2 separate regions of the Capsicum annuum genome follow, and region 2 is linked to region 1. A link is a contact called in public Hi-C data. All regions are on one chromosome and are shown on one strand. The core of a region is the stretch at or near the end of the contact, and the rest is flanking DNA. Distances in the headings are between cores, read along the strand shown.

What was found. A called contact is a pair of places that touch in the nucleus more often than the background predicts.
Region 2: a contact with region 1 is called in a Hi-C map of leaf, with 2.5 times the contacts expected there. The contact joins the promoter of LOC107867402 here to the promoter of LOC107867401 in region 1. A contact is called at or near these places in 2 of 5 Hi-C or Micro-C datasets (bud and leaf).

The regions. Positions count from the first base shown.
Region 1 is chr1:97,999,699-98,005,918 of UCD10Xv1.1, forward strand. It overlaps LOC107867401 (PLASMODESMATA CALLOSE-BINDING PROTEIN 1), which reads left to right and starts at 3,481. Exons shown (of 4, transcript XM_016713621.2): 1 at 3,481-3,750; 2 at 4,176-4,418; 3 at 4,510-4,546. The coding sequence starts at 3,696. It overlaps LOC107867400 (a long non-coding RNA gene), which reads right to left and starts at 2,253. Exons shown (of 3, transcript XR_001673171.2): 1 at 2,066-2,253; 2 at 1,934-1,999; 3 at 1,618-1,851.
Region 2 is chr1:98,253,409-98,259,628 of UCD10Xv1.1, forward strand. LOC107867402 reads left to right here and starts at 4,025. Exons shown (of 8, transcript XR_007052188.1): 1 at 4,025-4,312; 2 at 4,542-4,625; 3 at 5,663-5,734; 4 at 5,933-6,220.

The DNA.
Region 1 (6,220 bases), core at 2,231-4,730:
GTATGGTTTTAGGCCACTCCATGAGTCGCTAAGGCATTATGTGCTAAGTTATGATGGAATTTTAGAATTTCCACATCATTTTTATGGACTTTATGTGGAGCAAATACTGCAAAAAATTCCATTCTTTTATGGCAAAAGGTTATGGTACTTCTCATATACGGAGGAAAATGATAAGAATAACGGATGAGGTGGAGCACAATATATGATGGCAAGTCAAATCAGGAAGTTCTAGCTTTTGGACTGTAATAGGCGCTTTATTTTATGTTGAGAATGATGAAGCAGAAGAAGAGGAATATGAGGTGAAGGATTTTGTATTAAATGGGGAATGGGACATATAGAAACTGAGAAACAAAGTATCTAAAGAAATGGTAGAGTACATTGTGGATTCAGTCAATATTTCAAATATTGAGCTTGATAATGATATCCATTGGTGGACTGGTAACATACAAGGGAAGTTCGCTGTGAAATCTGCTTGGGAAATATTGAGAAACAAGAAGTAAAGGAAGGAGGAATACAAAGATATTTAGGTTAAAAGGATTTCCTTTCAAAATAAGTTTATTTATGTGGAGGGTGTGGAAACAGAAAATTGCCATCGATGACGTGCTGAAGAGGATGAATATCAATATAGTGTCTAGATGTTGGTGCTGTGAGGTCAAGATAGAGGAAATTATGAGCCATTCATTTTTAACAGCCCCAATAGCTTAAAGGATATGGAGGCAGTTTGTTGTTTTTGCAGGAATTGATATTGAAGAAATGAATAAGCATCAGCTAATTCATTCATGGTGGACAATAAGAGTAGCCCTAAAAATTGATGCAATGTGTAAAACTATACCAGCAATAATCATGTGGATCTTTTGGAAGAGAAGAAATAGGATCAAACACGGAAAGCAAGCCACTTATTTAGGTTTAGTATGGCAGGTGCAGGAATTGATTAGGAACTTAATTAATACATTGTAACCATGGATTAAACTAAACAAGGAATCTTGGCCAAACATTGTTACTATTTTAAGTAACTATAGGCCTAGATTACATCATCAAAAAGTTATTTGGGGTTTTCCAGAGAGACACAAGGTCAAGTGTAACACTGATGGAGCATGTAGAGGGAATCCAGGAATCCGAGCTTCAGTTTTTTGCCTAAGGGATGACAACGAGATTTCATCTATGCTAAAGCAGTAGGATTAGGGGAAACTACTAATGTGGAAGCTGAGGCTATAGCTATAAAGTAGGCACTTGCATTTTGTCAGGAGAACAGTTATATGGGACTAAATGTAGAAACTGATTCTTTAATACTAATGAAGATGATAAATAGACAATGAAAAGTTCCTTGGACTATTATCATGAAAAGTTCCTTGGACTATTATCATGATAGTGGAAGAGATATGGAGCAAACTTCATGTAGTGCAAGGCAAAGTAACACATATTTAGAGAAGGAAATTCAGTTGCTAATGCTCTTGCTAGTGAGGTAATAGACATACAGCAAACAAAAGAGTATTATGGTTTCATGGAACTGCCTACTAAGATTAGAAGGTATATTAACATGGACAAGTCACAAATCTCTAATCTTAGAATTAGAACACACAAAATTAGCAAACAGACATAAAGAGAGGCAAGCAAATATATACGCAAGAGCAGTCACATGGATTAAAAGAAAGCACAAAGGGTCCCATTACAATCCCAAGGGGGTGCACCAACATAAACAGCATATACAAATCGAGTTTTGTCAAGCTATGGACAGATCTGTAAATGCTCTAGCTACCAAAAACCTTCACCAAAAAAGGGATACTGGGAGCCTCCCACCGAACTCAGATGGATTTGACCTGGAAATTGAGCTGCGTGTTGATAAATCAACAACTTACAAGAGAAATAAGGAAAGGTGAGAAGAGCAAGAGGGAGAATATTAAATCCATATGGAATAAGAGAAAAGAAAACCTACTTGATAGGGCAAATCGGAGCTTCGACATGATGTTACTTCAGTCCTGTGGGGCAAAACCCCGACCACCTGAGAAGAGGATGGAGTCAAACCGAGCTAAAGATTCAGGTAAGGGAAGCTGGAAACAGAACTTACCAGAGGCAAAGTTGATAGAAAGAGCTAGGGTTGAGCAACATCCACAGACATCCAACTTACAGATAACCTAGGGGAGGAGGGAGATGAAGTGGCCACAAGGGGAACATCCTTCAGCAGAGGCGGCAATGTGAAGTAAAGAGTAGAGAATACTTTTCTTGTTTAAACGTTGATATTAGGAAACTTTTCATATTCCATTTTTTGGATCGGGTTTTTTTGGACTTGGGTCAACAATGTATAGTTGGGCTGGATTGTTTTGGATGAAGTTGCAATAAAAAAGGGTCCAGACAGACCAAAAATTCTAATTAAAAAAAAAAAACTAATATCTTTCTTGGAGGAAAATTTTGGATCTCTATAAATTAAAGACCTCTCTTCTCATATCACAACACAATAGTATTAATAGTTTTTATATTTTTTCTTATATTATATTTTCGTATGTAGGTCAATTAGCCAAATTATATAATCATTATGTTTTTAATATGTTTTTCTCTGTCGTTTGAATTATCACCATCTTGATTTTCAACTATTACCTTTCGCATGACGCTTTGACAATTTTGATCCGAACAGATAGAACGTATTAAGATCTCACCTTTACCTCTTCGAGCTAGGCAAATGTAGATTGTTTTTGATAGATCCTAATTTTAGTAATACCTGTCAAGCAGTGTGAAAGGGGGGATACAATCGTAAAAGCAATTACAGTACAAATTAATCAAAATAGTAGCATTACACAACAAATAATATAAAACAATAAGAAATGAAATAATGATTAATCGATGCATAATTAAAACACCAAGGGGTTGTTTGGTGTGAGGTATAAGAGATAAATAGTCTTAGGTTAAAGTGAAATATTATTTTATCCCATGTTTGGTTTGAAGTATTAATTAGTATCGAAATTATTTATCCCACTATTTATGCTATAATAATGGAATAAGTTATCTCAAATACATGATGGGATAACTAATTTCAAATTATATCAGAATAACTTATCTCAAAATTAATTATTTCTAAATAATTTTTTCGCAACCAAATAACCGTAAGTGTACGCTGATACCGAATATTATGGAACAAGAAGCGTATCGCAAAGTATTCAACCAGAGTTGAGTTAGGTAGTGACCATGTGGATGAGTCTATGACCGTTTGAGAGGCAATAGAGCACACATACACAAGTACAGGTACAGTCAATTACATGACAAAAGCTTTTGCTTTTCTGCTCAATTTCCAAAAACACCATCTCCCCTTATCAATAATATTTTTTTTGATTTTCATCCGATATTCGTATTAAAACTCGATTAATTTAAATTCATACCGTATAGAATTTCATTTAGGGGAAAATGCTTTCTAACAGAGTTTTCTTCATATCCAAAATCAAACTTTCAATTTTTAATTAAGGATGAAACAACTCATCCATCTACCGGACCACCTCTCATATTGTTATCAACGATATAACATATGCAGATACTGTAAATTTACACTCATCATACATATAAAAGTGCCACAAAAACAAGTATACATCAGAATACTTGTAGTCACTCTCATTTTATTATCTAGAAAACAACACCCTTTCTTCTCCTTTACCAATTCTCTTGAAAAAGTGAAGGAATAGTGTACTTTCTTCATTATTGCTTTCACAATCATGGCTGCTTTTATGTTGTCTTTGGTATTTTTCTTGGCTATCACTGGTCACTCAAGTAAGCTGCTACTTTTCACTTTGCCATGAACTTTTCTCTGTTCTCAGCATTTTTTCCCATATTTTTCTTGAGATGGTCTTTTACTAGATTTTGCTTTTAGTAAGGAGACACTTTTCACTTTGCCCTCAAGTTTTCTCTGTTTTTTCTGCATTTTTTTCATATTTTTTGATATGGGGTTTCACTATAATTTGCTCTTGATGATGTTCTTGATTCTATTAAATTAGAAGATTCAGTCTTTTTCCCTTTGCCTTCAAGTTTTCGGTATTTTTGATGCTTTTATACTCTTCTTGAGATGAGGTTTCACTATATTTTACTCTTTAAAAATGTTCGTGATTCAGCTGTGTTCAAAGATTCAGTCTTTTTATAGGAAAATCACAATGAGTTTTGCTTGTTTGAGCTGATTGTATGTGGATTTGTTTCTGTAGGTGCCAGTTACTGTATTTGCAAAGATGGTGTGGATGTAAAAATTCTTCAAGAGAACATTGATTATGCCTGTGGATCTGGAGCTGATTGCACAGCTATCCATACTAATGGTGCTTGTTACAATCCTGACACTGTCAAAGATCACTGCAACTATGCTGTAAATAGCTATTATCAGAGAAAAGGTGCCTCTGGTGCTAGTTGTGACTTTAAGGGAACTGCAACTTTGACTCCAACTGCACCAGCTTGTATGTTTCCTCATTTACCACTAATCCTTTTACTTATTTTGTATCTTCAAAGATTAACTTTTTGTTGTTTTCTTGTTCTTTTTTTCATCAGCTGCTGGTTCTGGTTGTGTATATCAGTCTACTGCAGGGTAGGTTCTTTAAGCTTATGTTATAATATGTGATGTTAGATCCGGTATTGCATAGGCATCTCACTCTTTCTCTCTTTGGGTGTATTAGATTTACTTAACGTTTTACCTTGAAATTAAAGGAAAGGTTCTAGTTGTTGCTCCTGTCTTTGTGATAATAGCTTCAATCTAAAGCTCATTCTTGACCTCTTGATCTTGGAGAAGTCATAAAAAGTTCACCTTTTTCTGGTGTCAATTACAAATTGTGTGCTTCGAAGGTAAAAGGGTTGGTGAAGAAAGTTAAAATTGTGTCTTGGACATGAAAAGAGACCAACTCCATATTAAATATTAATACATGCAGTTTCTTTATTTAAAAAAAGACTTTCGGAACTTGTAGTATTAAGCATATCATTATATTTCTGTGACTTTTGAAACTTGTCTTTTAAAACATGTTAATAAATTTTTGTGCGAGTCATATAAATTGAAATGGAGGGGAGCATACATAGGAAAATAGTAACTTGTAGTATTAAGCATATCATTATATTTCTAGTTGTGCTTTATTTATTTTACCATAATATTCCAGTAGCTATTGTTAGTGTGGCCTGTCACTATTCACACTACCTAATAGTATGCGTGAATGAGCTGTCATGATGTTGATATCTGTCTGTTGTATATGTCCCTTTCTCCTCTACCATGATGACAATTTCAGGTGTATCTTCCATCATGTAACATATTCTAATGGCTTAAGTAAAATTTTCTTAGACCCCTCAATTAAGGTTTGTATCTATCAGCCTCCTAACCCACCGAATTTTGATTCAATCATGCCTTTTTTGTCTAATCAGCAACAGGTATAGTGTGTGTGTAACACACTCACCTGACGTGGCAAAATTAACCAATTAGAAAAAAAAAAACGTAAAAACACCCCCACCTACACAGTCATCATCTTCACAACCTCTCCCCCGATGTCTTCACAGTTCTCACACACACACACTCGTCGTCCGTCTTCACAGTTCACACACACACACGAGAGCAGCAACAATATACTTCCTAATTTTGATTTTCCGACGAGATTCATCGGAGTCGGAAAACGCACACGAAAAGATTATGTTATATTTGATGTTGAATTATTATTCATTTTATGTTTATTCATCAGAAGGAAACACAAATTCAAGATTATTATTCATCAGAAGGAAATGTTGAATTTGTGTTTGAATTTACTATTGAATGTTGTTAGTTTTACGGGGGTTGAAGACGACGATGATAGGGTGGGGGTAGGGTGCTGTGAAAATGATGATTACACGGGGAGGGTTGAAGACGACGAACTGGGGTGGGGTGGGGTGAAGATGATGACGTGGGGTGGGGTGAAGACGGTGACGCTAGGGGAGGGGTTGAAGATTTTCTTCTTCTTTTTTAAATTAAAAATTATTATAATTAAATTATATTGATAAAATAATTTAAGTATAAGTTTTTTAATTAATTAAAAAAAATTATAAGTTTTTTTTTAAGTTTTTTAATTAAAAAAAGTAAAATATTATTTTTTTCTTCGATTCACATGCCCAAGGAGAGTGTAACATTCTCTCCTTGCCAAATTAACATTTTGTGCCTGATATGTATCATTTTAAACAGTTGAGGTGCCTAATAGGTACATAAATTAATTGAGGGGTCCAAGTGAATTTTCGGGATAACTTTAAGTGTCCG
Region 2 (6,220 bases), core at 2,775-5,274, 250 kb after region 1:
AGGATACCTGTGGAAAAATCCCCCGGAAGTGTTCACTGTTCTTGGATGTTATCTGGGAAATCATGCTTGGAGCATGCGGGCCCAATACCTCACCCTTTCAAGCTTTTGAAATCTTTCTATCCATTGACTATCGCGGACGAAAGTCCTTTCAGTAGTAGATATTATAATGACCCTCCAGATCATTTCCTTGATTTGCATGCATTTCCAGCATTCTAAGCTTTACTAAAGCAGCTACAGGTCATTTACGACTTGCCAAAATTATCAATTTGGTGATCAAATGGGTCGTTTGGATTTTAGGATCAATTCCTTGTTTTGGAGCTTTTGTTATTTAGGATTTGGTCTCGGACCAAAATTCCTAGTAGATGACCTCGAATAAGAATTCTGACAGCACCATCAGCTCTGGAACATTGATTTTAGGTTAGGTTGACTCTTGGTTTGGGTCCCGAGGCATCCGGGCTCATTTCAAGCTATTGGTCAAAAGTTAAGAAAATAAAAGTTGGGTGTGGGATCCACTTTGTAACAACCTCAAATAGAAGTTTCGACTTGCCATTAAGTCTGAAACATCGAATTTAGTATGGTTACATAGTTTGTTTCCATATACAGGATTCCAAATAAATCTCGAGGACTTGGTAAAGACTTGGAGATTTTTCAAGTCTATTGTTGTATCTGGAGCATCGCTATTACGATGCCAAGGGTCATCATCGTGATACCCTTGGAAATTACCAAGATACCGCGATCGTGGTATATATGTCGTGATTGCAACAAGTCTGAACACCCCTCTTTTCCCCGCTCAAAACCATAGAATCAAGCAACCGGCCATGATAAGGCTTTCTAGAAAAGCAGTCTGAGGTTAAGAAGGCTTTCTTTCGAACCAAAAAAATGAGAAGTCGGGAGTAGTTGGAGCTTTCGATTGAAAGAGTCATAGATTTTGTGGAATATAAAATACTCCATTTGTTCCTAGAGAGAAAATGTGTACTTTAAAGGAGGAAAAGAAAAGAAATAACATTAACTTCTAGTCCTTATTTCACTCTGTTGGATGGCACCTGGAGACAACACAATAATGTTATGTAATAGCTTAACAAACCAATACTAATTTTTGACTCCTATATATAACAACATACCTCATATAATCCCACAAAATGGTTTCAACGAATTGTAGAGTGTATGGTAAGCTTACCTATACCTCAGAGGTTGGTTTCGATAGACTTCAATACAAAAAGTGAACAATAATGCAATGAAAAACTAAAGCAGAAATTTCAGCAACACATTAGGAGATATAAGATTGTGACACTAATGTATCATTTTAGATATGATTGGCAATCTATTCAGACAAGAAATTTTTAGTTAACCAGATAAGCATTTCATAAAAGGAACCAAATAGGACATACTTAAGATGCAAATTCTCTCTTAACATAATGTATTAAAGTTTTGGCTTTTACTAGCAGATGCTCAGCAATAAATGGTGTGATTCTTTATAAGAAATGCCAAACATTCAATCCAATATGGAACAAATGAGAGATCGATCATAATATAATTGGAACGAATCGAATTTTAAATCGTACAAAGAAATCCCAAATTCATCAAAAAAAACTCCCAAATACTAATAATTCCAAAGCTGAGTATTACAGAAAAGCAAATGAAAGTAAAGAAACACAAACCACCAAAACTGGTGAAGGTCATAATGAAGCTTGAGAACAAGTAGCAAAGTGAAACAAAAGATCAATCAATAAACTACCACGGCTTGCAAGCACTTCAATACTATTAGACAATATAAGCGAAATCCATATTATTACATGCTAGCTTTCCACTATGAGTAAGGTTAATCAGCCAAGAAATTTTATTGGGAGAAAACTATGGTTGAATTTGATGTGAAAGTTGAAAGCTTTATGCATATTGGATTACCAGAAGATTTACATGAGGTCTTAGATTCTTGTAATTTGATAAAAGTGAAGGGAAAATTAGCAGTCCTTGAAGAAAATATAATGGATGGGGAGTTTAGTTTGTGAATTTTAGATGATGATCAACTTTCAGTATGGTACAGAAATTTCATTATTAAATATCCAGGGTTCCCTAGAATGAATTTTTGTTCCCAGACATATGATGGGGAGATTATATTTTTTGTTAAAGCAAAGTGGTGCGATAAATTCATTTATTTCTGTTATGATATTGCGAGAACAAGTTGGAGAAAACATGAAGTCGTGGGATCTCGTATAAAGTACATGATTACATGTATTTATAGATTCATCAAAAACATCTTCCCATTGGGAAATATTCATTAATTTCTAGTCCTTATTTCACTATGTTGGATGGCACCTGGAAACAACACAACAATGTTATGTAATAGCTTAACAAACCAATACTAATTTTTAACTCATATATAAAACACCATACCTCATATAATCCCACAAAACGGTTTCAACGGATGGTAGAGTGTATGGTAAGCTTACATCTATCTCAGAGGTTGGTTTCGACAGACTTAAATACATAAACTGAATAGTAATGCAATGAAAAACTAAAGCACAAATTTCAGCAACACATGAGGAGATATAATATTCACAATTAAATCATAAAAAATACAACTATTCTTACTAAGTACCTCAGAACTAAGCTCCAATAGTAATCCACTCCTATTTTTTCCGTTCAAATTCAACCTCACATCAAAGATCCCTAAACTACAATCATTCGTGTTACTATTTTTTTTCACACTCAACCGTAGTTACTAATTTGGTTATTTCAACAGAATCGGGTGGGTCAATAGGTGCTCTTTAACTTCTCCAACTTTCAGTGGAAATCACATGTTTTTCTTTTTGGTTTGCTTATTAAGGAAAAAAAATAACAGGTGTGTAAATTATTGAATGCCATACTCGAACAGCAACCAGCATCTCTTACAAAAAAAATGAATGGAGTAATTAAATAAATCGGTCAAGAAACACATAATTAACAGCATAAATGATCACAGAAGCTACAGATCAACAAAAAAAACATTATATCAATTACCCAAATAACCAAAACGAGAAAAACTCACCTCCCCCCCCCCCCCCCCCCCCCCAAAAAAAAAAACTTTGCAACAAAACAAAAATAATCACAAATGTTAGAAGCATAAGTGTATAATAGTTTTTTTCAAAAAAAAAAAGTTCTCACCGATCGGTACAAAATTTAATTGATGTACAACCACACAATCACCTTATGATTACTTTGTCCAACACATCCGAATTAGATAAATTTAAAATATGGTTGAGATTTTTACAAGTTCATGAATATCTACCAGGTCTTCATGAAAAAGGATTATTCAACATATAGAATTTAACAAAGAACTATTGATAGCTTTTAACTATCAATCTGCGCCCAAATTGAAAAAAGAATAGAAGAACAATAACTCACCTAATCAAGATGAAAGAACCTAAATTGATTAAAAAAAATACAACTTCAGAGATTTTAAGAATGTAATCACGACTCTTTTCTGATGAGTCATGATATCCTACAATACTAAAACAATGAATATAAGATAAGTATATGGTGATATTTGTGATAAAATATTCTGATTCTGGTTTAAAGTTTTAATAATTTGATGAATGTTTTCATTTGTAGGACCTGGAGCTAGTGCCCAGATGTGGCATCCACACGTGGTGGCGTTGGTTCTAAAAAAACAGTGAAGAGAGAAAAAAATATGTTCTTCGTCTAATGTTGTGTGGTATTTTTTAGTTTATTTTTAAAAAATATATTTTATTATAAATTGAAAATTAATTTTAAAATTAAAATAATTTGCAATCACAAAAATATTTAATATTATAAATTTAAATTTTTTAAAATATTGTGTAAAATTAAAGTATCACATAAAATGTAATAAGAAAAAAATATTACTAATTTATTTGGCTAATGATGGTTATGGTGTTTCCACGTGTGGGTACAACATTAAATGATGAATTTGTGGTACACATTTTTTATAAGTATATAAATGTTTTCATTTTGTGGAACCCACATTTAGTGCTAAAATTTGGGTTGTTTTGGGGTGTGAGGACGACGAAAATTTGTCATCCTGCCCTTATAATATGTAGTAAGGTAATATATATATATATATATATAGAAAGATGACTGTCATTTCGCTCAAGGGAAAATCCGTCTTTGAGCTGCAAAGAGATATTTTCCCATCTTTCCTCAATGTTTCCAGAAGACCCAATTCCTTATGTCTTTGTTCCTTTCTCCGACTTTCCTTTTACAATCAATCGTACAACTTCTTCTCTTTCTTCCTCAAGCTCTCAAACACTATCCAATCTTGGATCCAAACAGCAACAAGAACACTTAACTTCTCAAGGTATAATGCTTGTACTGCTCATTTTGCACAATATCTATCTAGAATCATTAATTTGTGTCATTCTTATGTTTTTTTTTATCTAAGCCTACAGGGGAGCTCTCTTCCTTTTTGCTTTAAGTTTTATCTAATAAAAATTTACAAGGTAATGAGTACCGTTTGGTATTTGTGTATGATTTTTATTCATCTATTGAACTCTGAATCATCTGTCGTTTTATCGATTTTGTTATAGCATAAGAATGCGGACAAGCAAAAAGAGCCGAGTGGTGATATAACTATTGTATACATTAAAGCAGAAGATGAAATCTTTCACGAGGTACCAATTTTTTTTTAACTTTTCTGTTTTGCCGTACTGCTACATGTTTCTGATTCTTCCTTTTATTGCTTCTTCAATTAAGCTCTTGATCCTTCAGTTTTCCTTTGTATACAAATTTGTTTAGGAGTGACAAGGTAAGTGTTTTTCTTGTCGTATCAAAAATTTTATGTATTTTATCGCGCTGGTTTATATTTAGTCTATATATGTTGATTTCCTGCAAAAGAATACACCAATGAAATGTCACTCACACATATACTAGAATCATTCAATTGGGATAAAGGTTAAGATAAATTGAAGGTTCTACTGCATCACTTTGGTGATCTCTTTCTAGGACCGATGGTTTGCATTTATTATAACCCGGAACTTTAAAAGTGCAGTTTTTAACTATCTGTTGAGAGACCATGTGTTGGCTTTTTGGATCACTCTATAAAACTTTTGTAGAGTTTCATGTATCGGAAAAGCTGGCCTATTTGGAAAAGGGTACAAAATTGTCCCATGGCTTTGGTCTAATGACAAGAATGTTGAGCTGATGTGTGGGTTAGATGTATGTCACGGTTTCAAACCTTACAGGCAAAAGCCTGACATTTAAGTAGAGAAGGGTAGAGGTGTAGGTCCAATATCCATCAATATTCGAACAGTGTGGCATATGCTATAGTAAACAACAAAGTCTGTTGAGGTTATGAAGTCACTTAGTCGAACTAGGAAACTACAAGGAAAAGGAGGCTAAGGTTATGAAGTAAGGCCACCTTAAGGGTAGATGGAATGGTTCATTATCCACCGAGGCTCAAACCGTTAGATGTATATGTGTTTTGCTTCTAAGCTTTGATTGTTTATAAATATGGATTTCTCTTTTGTACATGTATATAAAAATGAAAATATCACTGCTCTGAAGAAAGCTCCGTCCAAAAAAACAAAGGCATCGTGAAATTATAGAGCTCTCTCTGCTGAGAAAAGAGAAATAAACTTACTGCAGTTACAGACGACTCTTGTTTGTTCTACAATACAAAATGCAATGAATACTTTCACTGTATTGGCAGGTTCTTCCAAGTTTAATACAAACCTGGTTGAGAAAGGATGTGAAGCAATCACTTCCTCGTGCACTCAAACAGGTTAGCTTAACATTTTCGGCTCCTTTAAATTAATACTTATACTGTGGAACAAATTGATGCTAGACCAAAGGTAATTCAACCAGAGGACCTTGTGGATGTGGTGATTGGACGTAAATTCTCCTATGTGAAAGCTCATTTTAATATGTGTAGTTGTTTTCTTGTCTGTGAAAGCCACAACTTGATTTGTAATTGTATCAGGTTCCAGAGGGGTTCGAAGAGGAAGCCCATGGCTTTGATCAAGAAGCTGTGCAAGGCGGTAACACGAGCAATTTTATCGTTATGAATTATTTTGTTTTGTGCTTAATGCCAATTATTTCTATATTAAGGAATAACTAGGTAGTTATATTCGAGACTATGTACACCTCTGGTTATGCATATGGTGCATCTCTCTATCTTTAAATTTCTTTTTTCCTGCTCAAATCTATAATTTTGTTAGTAAAATAAGGTCATTTTACTTCAGTAGTTACTGAAGATCAACAAATACAT